Regions from separate parts of the Mus musculus genome. Here region 1 is linked to region 2. A link is a contact called in public HiChIP or PLAC-seq data. All regions are on one chromosome and are shown on one strand. Each heading gives the region's core, a stretch centred on a gene start, on an enhancer-like site or on the middle of the called end of the contact. The rest is flanking DNA. Distances are from core to core; before and after follow the strand shown.

What was found. HiChIP or PLAC-seq counts read pairs in DNA pulled down with a chosen protein or histone mark.
Region 1: a contact with region 2 is called in an H3K4me3 HiChIP or PLAC-seq map of embryonic stem cells, with 2.6 times the contacts expected there. The contact joins the promoter of Hdlbp here to the promoter of Agxt in region 2. A contact is called at or near these places in 3 of 39 promoter capture datasets (all in embryonic stem cells), 1 of 15 datasets of contacts at CTCF or cohesin (pro-B cells), 1 of 484 Hi-C or Micro-C datasets (cerebral cortex), 7 of 115 datasets of contacts at active chromatin or transcription factors (the NIH/3T3 cell line, embryonic forebrain, embryonic limb bud and 4 more) and 3 of 9 other capture datasets (adipose tissue, embryonic stem cells and pancreatic islet).

What each region holds. Positions count from the first base shown.
Region 1 is chr1:93,443,876-93,448,239 of GRCm38.p6, forward strand. It overlaps Hdlbp (high density lipoprotein (HDL) binding protein), which reads right to left and starts at 1,826. Exons shown (of 28, transcript NM_001301364.1): 1 at 1,705-1,826.
Region 2 is chr1:93,132,592-93,137,299 of GRCm38.p6, forward strand. Agxt (alanine-glyoxylate aminotransferase) reads left to right here and starts at 2,649. Exons shown (of 11, transcript NM_016702.3): 1 at 2,649-2,933; 2 at 3,018-3,210; 3 at 4,704-4,708. The coding sequence starts at 2,703.

The DNA of each region.
Region 1 (4,364 bases), core at 576-3,075, 310 kb after region 2:
GATGCTCATCTTACACGGGGGCCCCCTCACAGCTGACCATACAGCCCCCACCCTGCATCTCCACTGGCTAAACTCAGAAGAATACGACAGGAGCCCAAGATTTGGTATCTCAGCCTTCTGCTGGATTGAACCACACAAGTCAGGACTGAATATGACTCTAATCTGATTTACAAATACCACTAGAGAAAAGAGTGCATGGCATTCGTGGGGTCCAGCTCTTCTGCCTCCTCCCTGTGAAGGCCAAGCAACAGAGACATCTATGTTCTCAACTCTTCTGGCCTCCACATGCAAGTCTCCTCAAGTGGGTACAGCCCCTCCAGTCCCTCAGGATTGAGGCCACCCCCACCACCTTTCCCACAGGAAACTGTGGTCTGTCAGCATCCAAACTTGGATATTACAATTTGCTTCTTAAGAGCATAAATGAGCATGGCAGAATAAGGTTAGTTCTCAACACAGAACTTGAACTAAAAGAAGAGAGGTAGAAGCCCAGAATCGGGGAGCAACAGGGCCTCCTGCGGGAGAGCAGTGAGGCTGTGGCAGCTGGAAACCTGTTGTTAATCCAGAAAATAGAAAAAGCTGTATGTGAAGAATCCTTCTTGATTCTGAACAAGGAAGTATTTAAATTGATTCCCCTGTGCTAAGTTGTGCCAACTACTTATGTAAGGGGCAACACTATGCAAGGAGAATTCAGTTATGCTTCAGAAAGAATTTCCTATCAACCTCAGCTAGAGGGACTCAAGTTCTTTATACTGTAGGCCAGTCTACATGGAGGGCACTGAAAACCTCCACCTTGAAAACCTTCAGCTGAGATGCAGGTTTCTCTTCCAAATTTGAAACTTCACTTTTACGTCCTCAGAAGCTTTTCGAAGGTGCCCTCTCCCCACCAAATACCGAAGAGTACAAACTCCAAAATTAAAAACAAAACCCAGCTATGCTGAGATCACAAACTATGTCTGTGACTACCAAGGCCGGCCCAGTGCATTACCCAGCTCTGGAAGTCAGAGACCCAGCCTGGGAGGAACTTTCGCAGATGCCACCTCAGCATGGCCCTCCCACCGGCCAAGAGCGCCCGCGGGCGGGGACAGGCTTAAAGGGACAGTATCCTGCTCGGCCTCCCTGCCTTTCATCCAAATTCGGTATTTTTCCGTAATGTATTTTTCACCCATGGACCCTGGGGCGCATCCAAGTAGTACTTGGGCCGGGAGTCCTCCAGTGACCACGTAGCCAGACGCCGCAGGTGAAGGTGCAGCAAGGCACCGCGCGGGACATAGGGGCCCCGGGTGAAGATCCCAGCTTGACGCGAACTAGGGCGCCACTGACCTAGCTAGGTCCGGTCCACAGCCCGTACGGCCGGGCCGAGCTGGGGGGAAGGGGTGCGGGGGAGGGGCCGGCTCGGCAGCCCACGTCACCAACCTGGCCAGGTCGTTCCCCTCCCCCATCGCGGCGGCCCGCCCGGTGAGCTAGAAGTCCAGGCGGTCCGGGCCCGCAAGCAGACCCGCGGCGCGTGGCGGACTTGGGAAAGTTTCTGCGCTCCGGCGCGGCCATGCGCAGAGTGACACGTAGCGGCCCCCGCCCGTCGCGGTAGCTGGAGACCAGGAGCCTGTGCGGCCGGGGAGCTGAGGAACCGACCCCAGCCGTGCTCAGCGGCGACCCCCCGCCGCCCCGCCCCTGGCACCCCCGCCCACCAGCTCGCCCGATCCTCACTCGTGAGTGTGACCACCCGAGAGTCTGTCCGTCTGTCGCTGCCGCTGCGCGGGAGAAGCCGGGACGCTCCGAGGCGCGGCGCCCGGGCCGCCGCTGCTATATAGGGCGGAGGCTCCAATCCCGCCGAGACACGTCAGACCGGCCGCCCGCCCCGCCCGCTGCGGGGTCCCTACAGCGCCCGGGAGCGGACCAACTCTTTAAGAGTTCTGCGGCCTGACAGGGGGCGAGGAGTTGGTAAGTTAATTACCTACAGAGAACAGGCAGGCCCCAGAGCCAGAGGTGCCAGAGTTGAGGCCACCAGAAACTGTGTCACCAAAAGAGAAAAGAAAGCTCTGAGGACCTCAGACAGCAGACAGCCCGGAAAACCATTTTACCATCCCCTAGAGCACCCCCTGATGGAACACATTCTCATTCTCTTCGGGATCTCTTCCTCCTGCTCCCACCTCTACTGCAAATCCTTACTCCATTCCTCAATGTCCAACACAACAAACTCCAAAACTTTCGAAGCCCTCTACACAGTATTATTCAGTGTCCCATATGTACAGACCAGCCTGCAGTGAATTCCTACCTCTCCCATACTCAGTTGGGACAGAGCAGAACCTCTGCCCTCAGAATGCTTCCTCCTTTGAAAGGACTAGTTCTGCCCTGTTGCGTTTATTGACAACTACTTGAAGAATTTGTACACAATCATTATTTTGAACCTCTCCTGAGGTGACATGAGCACACTTCTGACCTATACTGGACAGTGATATGCAGTGATATGCATCAGCACAGAATAGGCTAGTAACCAACAGCAGATGCCCCCACCTTCTTTTCCCCACTTCTGACAACTTTTCACTGTGTAGATTTGTCTCAGCTTCCTTCTCTAGTGTTTGGATTACAAGTGTGAGCCACCAGGTCTGGATAATATGTGCCTTTCTTGTGGGACAATGGTATGTGGAAGGGCTGAAGAGGCCTTCTGTAGTTGTCATTCTAAGGCTTACAAGCATTTGCAGCAGTGAACAAAATAAGCAATCAGACTTAGTATGTACTTAGAAGGTAGCAGCACGGTGATGGGCTCTTGATTGAGGGACTGGGAAGAGCTGCCCTAACTAGACTTTAGACTGAAGGACAAGGGGGGAAAATGGAATGTGCTGGAAAGAATGGGGATGGGGCTGCTGAATAGGAAACTATCTGAAAGTTGAGGTGTCAGAATTGAGAAGTCCAGGAGCCAGTAATGCGGCTGACAGGAACACCACAGTTCTTCATGACATAAATCTCTGAAGGTACTGCTTAAAAGACCAGAGGGCATTTCCAAGCTGCCAGCATAGTCACCGAGTGATAGAGCTTCTTAAAGCCTCTGTAGGCACCAAGTTGTCTTTCCTTCTGTGTTATTATTACTGTGCAAGGTGTCTTTCCCTGGTGATTAACCAACCAGCAACTAGAAGAAATGTTTTTGTTGTCATTCTTTTGTTCCTGAGGTCTCGGGCTGTGAAAAAGTTAATGTGGAGAGGCAAGCACCCACCAGTCAGTATGTCTGCTGTCAAGGGATCTCCAATGGAGTTAGTAAGTCCACATTAAGTACAAGCTGGCCCAGTGCCTGGCTGTACAGAGGCCTCCATGAGTGTGGTGGTACCCTGTAATCTCAGTACTCAGAAGGCTGAGGCGAGTACTGGGAGTTCAAGGTCACAGTAGGCTACAAAGTTATATGATGTCTCAAAAATAAAACAAAGCATGGACTTAATGAAAGCATTATTAAATCAAGGAGGGTGTGGTAACATTAGCTTATCTCAGCACCTGAGAGGTACAGCCACGAGGGTTAGGAGCTCAAGACCAACCTGGCCTTTCTATATAAGACTTTATCTGAAATGATAAACATGCACCACAAAACATCCCAGGTGCTCCTGGGATGCTAACAATTATGACTAGTTACTTTCAGTATACTGAAACATAGAAGTGTCAACTCTAGATGCCTCAAAAAGTGAACACTGGTCTGCAATATTTTGTTTTTCATACATCAAGGAACATGGAATAAGAATCCTGATTGCTAGCCAGGCGTGGTAGCGCATGCCTTTAATCCCAGCACTTAGGAGGCAGAGGCAGGCGTATTTCTGAGTTCGAGGCCAGCCTGGTCTACAAAGTGAGTTCCAGGACAGCCAGGGCTACACAGAGAAACCCTGTCTCGAAAAACCAAAAACAACAACAAAAACAACCAAAAGAATCCTGACTGCTTAAGGTGAAATGTTAGAACATAGTAACACTCTCCAATTCCCCAAATCATGATTCTCTAAAAGGGCTATAGCCTAAACAGAAAGTAGGTCTAAGGGGAAAATGAGAACACCAGCAACATAGTAACAACTAGATCTCTGGCTGGCCTGGGCTGAGAGACAAAAGCATCTCTGGGGAGTGCTTAGAAACATGGGACTACAAGTTCTTTAAATCCCCATTATCCTTTAAAAAAATTAACAGACAGGAAGTAGGTATCCTCAAGATGGAATAAATTTCATAACAGGATAAAAATATTGACAGATCAATTACAGTATAGAAGCTGAAAGTCCAAAGTTCAAAGAGTAAGATGCAAGAGGGATGAAAACACGGCTCAGCAGTTAAGAGAACTTACTTAACAATTAGGAGAACTGGAATTTGGATCCTAGCACCCATGTAACAAACTGGGCATCCAT
Region 2 (4,708 bases), core at 1,399-3,898:
GTGATAAATGCTGGGCCCCACTTGGGACTCTGTTTGGAGAGCTAGGACCCTACTGGGACCCCCTCAGCCCTCCAGATTCTCCTGTGGATCTGACACACCCACTTCGAACACAGGGCTGGCCAAGACCCATCTGTGTCACACTTTTGGTTCCCATTTGACACATCGACTCCCGGATACTTCTTGCAGCTTGACGTGGTGTTTGGAGCTGCCAGACCCAGGTGACCCTTATCTCCAGGGAAACCGAGGTGATGTTTGTTGTTGTCAGTGCCCCAGCTCCCAATCAGTGTGGTGCCCTGTGACAACACCCTCCTGGAGTTGCGACAGCTCCTCTGGCTCCTGGCTCTGTCAGCACAGGTGAGCCTGCTGCAGCCTTGAGCAAAGTGCATCCATACCTCTGAGTGACCCTTCAGTTACTTTACCTCCCATGGGGAACACATCGTGGTACACATGCACATGTGCTCTGACGACCTGAAGAAGGGCTTCCAAAAGCATATAGATGTTCATGTAAGGACAGTGATGGACAGTTCCCAGGATTCCAAGAGGGAGCAGAGCCAGGAAAAGGGCAAGATCTCCAAGAGAGAGAACGTAAGGGAATGAAAGAGACAAAGCCATCCAAGACCCAAAGAGTCAACAAGAGACAATGGTCCAGAAAATCCCTGTTGTTAGGGCTTGGTGGGGCTGGGTAGGGGTCTTGGAGCAGAGAGGAGGCTACAGCAGAGTTGGACCGAGTGAGGGGGAGTGAGTCCCCTTGGGAAGTAGGGGCTGCTCAGAAGGCAGGGGGTCCTTAGCTATATCACAGGGTGATAGCTTCTAGGGACTTGGTGGTGATGGCTGAATCCTATACTTGGAATGAAGGAGGGGATAACCTGGGGCTTGAAAGTTGGGCAAAGGTTTGGGTCTCTCCCAAGGGTCTATCACAGGCACAGGGTTCAGAGGTTGGCATCCACACCCTGCCTCCTCTCATGATGATATACAGGGCAGGGCCTCACCAAAGCAGGAAAGTGGGGGGGGGGGGGTTGTGTGGCCTCTTCAACTTCCCAGGGCCCTCAGTTCAGGGTGGCTTTTCCTCTTTAGAAGCCTGAGTTTCATTAATTCTTCCTAAATGTTGACCCAGCACACAGACACACACACACACACACACACAAACACACACACAGAGAGAGAGAGAGAGAGAGAGAGAAAGAGAGAGAAGCAGAGACAGAGATGGAGTAGAAACAGAGACAGAGAGCTGGTTAATTATGAGTGTGAACTTGACTCAAGAGACTTCTAACAGTGAGAGACATCCTTATGCCCAAGTTATCTGTAGTTGGTGAGCCTGAGGGTATGTGAGTGTGAACATGAGTTTGAATTGGTGTGTGTGTAAGAGCTGTTGTGAGCTGTGTATGACTATAGAGAGCTGAATGTGAGCATCTGTGTGTGTGAGTTGGCACATATGTAAGTGTGAGAATTTATGAGTTCTGTGTGTGTGAATGTGAGTTCTGTGAGTGTGACTTATGTGTGAGCATGAGAGGGAGGATGCAGTGGAGTACACACACACACACACACACACACACAAACTTGCTGAAATGAACCTGTCCCATCAGCCAAGCCAGGGACAGTAAATGCAGTCTCTGAGCCCCATTGGATCCCATACCCTGTTTTTTTATGTGACTAAAACACACACACACACACACACACACACACACACACACACGAGCACACATGCACATACATGTGAGCAATAAACACACACAAACACCCATGTACATGTGCTTGTGAACATGCAACACATAGATTCTTGGTAAAGATATTCCTTTACTGGAAGGCAGACTATAAACAAAACACTGTAGTTAGAATGTTATTCTATTCTGCATACAGTTGCTTTCTTTTCTCTCCCTCTCCAACTGCTGAGACTCAATGGACAGATTTGTTTGCCAGTATAAGAATATATCTGCAATTAACCATTTTTAGGTATTAACGTAAAAAATATGACATTTTGTCTTTGAAATCTTTTTAGGGGATTTATGTATTGATTTTTCTGACTTCAGGTGTGACTCTTTTATTACTTGGGAATTCCATACATGCGTGCAATGTGTTTTGGTGAAACCCACTTCTCTCTCACCTCTCCAATTCAACTTCTCCGTTACCCCCTCACTTTTCCATACCCAACTTCATGTGCTTTGTTTGTTTTCTTCCTAGGCAGCCAAATGCTCAACAAGAATGGAGCAGGGGCTCATGAGTCCCACCCATTCAAGGAGCTACTGGTGACTGGGGATGCTAGGGAGAGACAGAGGCTAGTCCATGCTGCAGTGGGTAACCTTACACCTTGCACATACAGGCAGCACAAAATGAATGAAGCTGTGTTGGAACACAGCCACACCCGGCCTGGCTGCCATGGAACCCTGTGCTCAGGTGGGCGCTTGCAATACATCGGACCTACAAGCCTCGGGCACTTGCTCTCTGACTCTTGAAGAAGTTTCAGACCCCTGGCTGGGCTGTGAGGGGACCCAGGGAGAGGGGTGTGAGGCTCTTCATACTGCTGTTCTTTGACAGGACACCAGAGGCTCCCCTCCCCCTGTGGAAAGCTCACACCTCCACTGTCCTGTCCACCCTGACAGAAGGACAAACATTGATCAGGGTTAAATTGACAATAAAAGGGCTGGAGAAACAGGGACTCATCAACCAGGCCTGGCCTCTGAGTTCAACGCAGAGCTAGCTGGGAAATGTTCCGGATGTTGGCCAAGGCCAGTGTGACGCTGGGCTCCAGAGCGGCAGGTTGGGTCCGGACCATGGGCTCGTATCAGCTGCTGGTGCCACCGCCAGAGGCCCTGAGCAAGCCCCTGTCAGTTCCTACGAGGCTCCTGTTGGGTCCGGGGCCCTCCAACCTGGCTCCCCGTGTGCTGGCGGCGGGAAGTCTGAGAATGATTGGCCACATGCAAAAAGAGATGCTTCAGGTAGGCCTTGGTGGCAGGAGCCTCCATCTAGGGGTGGTGATCACTCGGTAGCAGGCAGATCTGACCTGTGTGCCCACTGTCTAGATCATGGAGGAGATCAAGCAAGGCATCCAGTATGTGTTCCAGACCAGGAACCCCCTCACACTGGTTGTCAGCGGTTCAGGGCACTGCGCCATGGAGACTGCCCTGTTCAACCTCCTAGAGCCTGGGGACTCCTTTCTAACCGGAACCAATGGCATCTGGGGAATGCGGGCTGCAGAGATTGCTGATCGCATTGGTAAGGGAGAGTGGTCTGTGACCTCCTGTTATCCCTCCAGAGGCCTCCTGGGGGAATCCTGAAGGTATCTCAACCAGATCAGTGCCTGTTCCATCTGACTAGGCACTCCTTCCTGTGACCCTAATGCCTCCACCACCCCTGAATAGGATGCTGCCTCTTCCAGGGAGGCATCCAGGCATTCTCCCAGCCCTAGCAGACCGGCCTTGTCCAGTTAGGACAAGATTGTTTCTGAAATGTATGGAAGAGGTGTTACGGGGAACCCCCTGGTCTGAGCCCCAGCAGCTCTTAAGATCTTCAGGAAGACTGGAATTTCGGAGGCTGATTCTCTCCCCAAATCTCAGAGCCTTGGTTGTCTGTAAAATGCAGACCTAGCAACAGTTTTCCCTCCAGAGCCTGAGATGGAAGAGGGTAGGCGTACACCTAGACTTCTGCCAGACTCTGGCATTTGCAAATGGCCCCCATGGTTCACAGGTGCATGGTCACATGGTTGGTGGGCATCAGTCATCCAGGCCCAAAGCCACTCTTTGCCCTTCACTGAGACCTGGGTGGTTCAGGTTTGTCCCCTGCTAGGACTCTAGTGGTGAGCAGGTTCATGTGACATGGGACTCAGAGACAAGAATCAGGACAGGTGCTTGGGTCCCGGTGTTCCTAGATCCACAGGTCAAAGCCTGCTTCTTCCTCTCACCCTTCATCCAGCTGTCCATCAGGTGACATGGGATACCTGTGAATGGCACCAGGGGTAGGTAGGAAACCATACCGCCTGCAGTGCTCAAAGTTACCTCACATAGATAATATTTGTGTGATAAGGCTGCCAAGAGCCTCCTCAGCCTGAGGAGGTACACACACACACACACACACACACACACACACACACACACATACACCACCCCCACCACTGAAAAGCTCTGGGCTCAAAGCCCTGGAGGCCAGGACAGTGCTTGCATCTGTGGGAAAAGCAAGCCTCACAGAGCATGCTCCACTTCACCTGTGGTAAAGCCATGTGAGAGCCAGAATGAGTGCGGTCCCCCACACTATTTCTTGTGTATGTGTGTGTGTGTGTGTGTGTGTGTGTGTGTGTTAAATTTTTTTATTTGTTATTTTATTCATTTACATTTCAAATGTTGTTGCCCTTCCTGGTTCCCCCTCCACAACCCCCCATTCCATCCCTCCTCCCCTTTGCCTCTATGAGGGTGCTCCGCCTCCCACTACCCACTCCTGCCTTGCCAATTACACTGGGGCATCAAGCCTACACAGGACCAAGGGCCTCTCCTCCCATTGATGCCAGATAAGGCCATCTTCGGCTACATATATGGCTGGAGCCATGGGTCCTCCCTGTGTACTCTTTAGTTGGTGGTTTAGTCCCTGGGAGCTCTGGTTGATTCGGTTAGTTGATATTGTTCTTCCTATGGGGTTGCAGTCCCCTTCAGCTCCTTCGGTCCTTCCCCTCCCCCACACTATGTCTAACTCACCACCCATTCTGTCCCTGTCATCAGGAGCC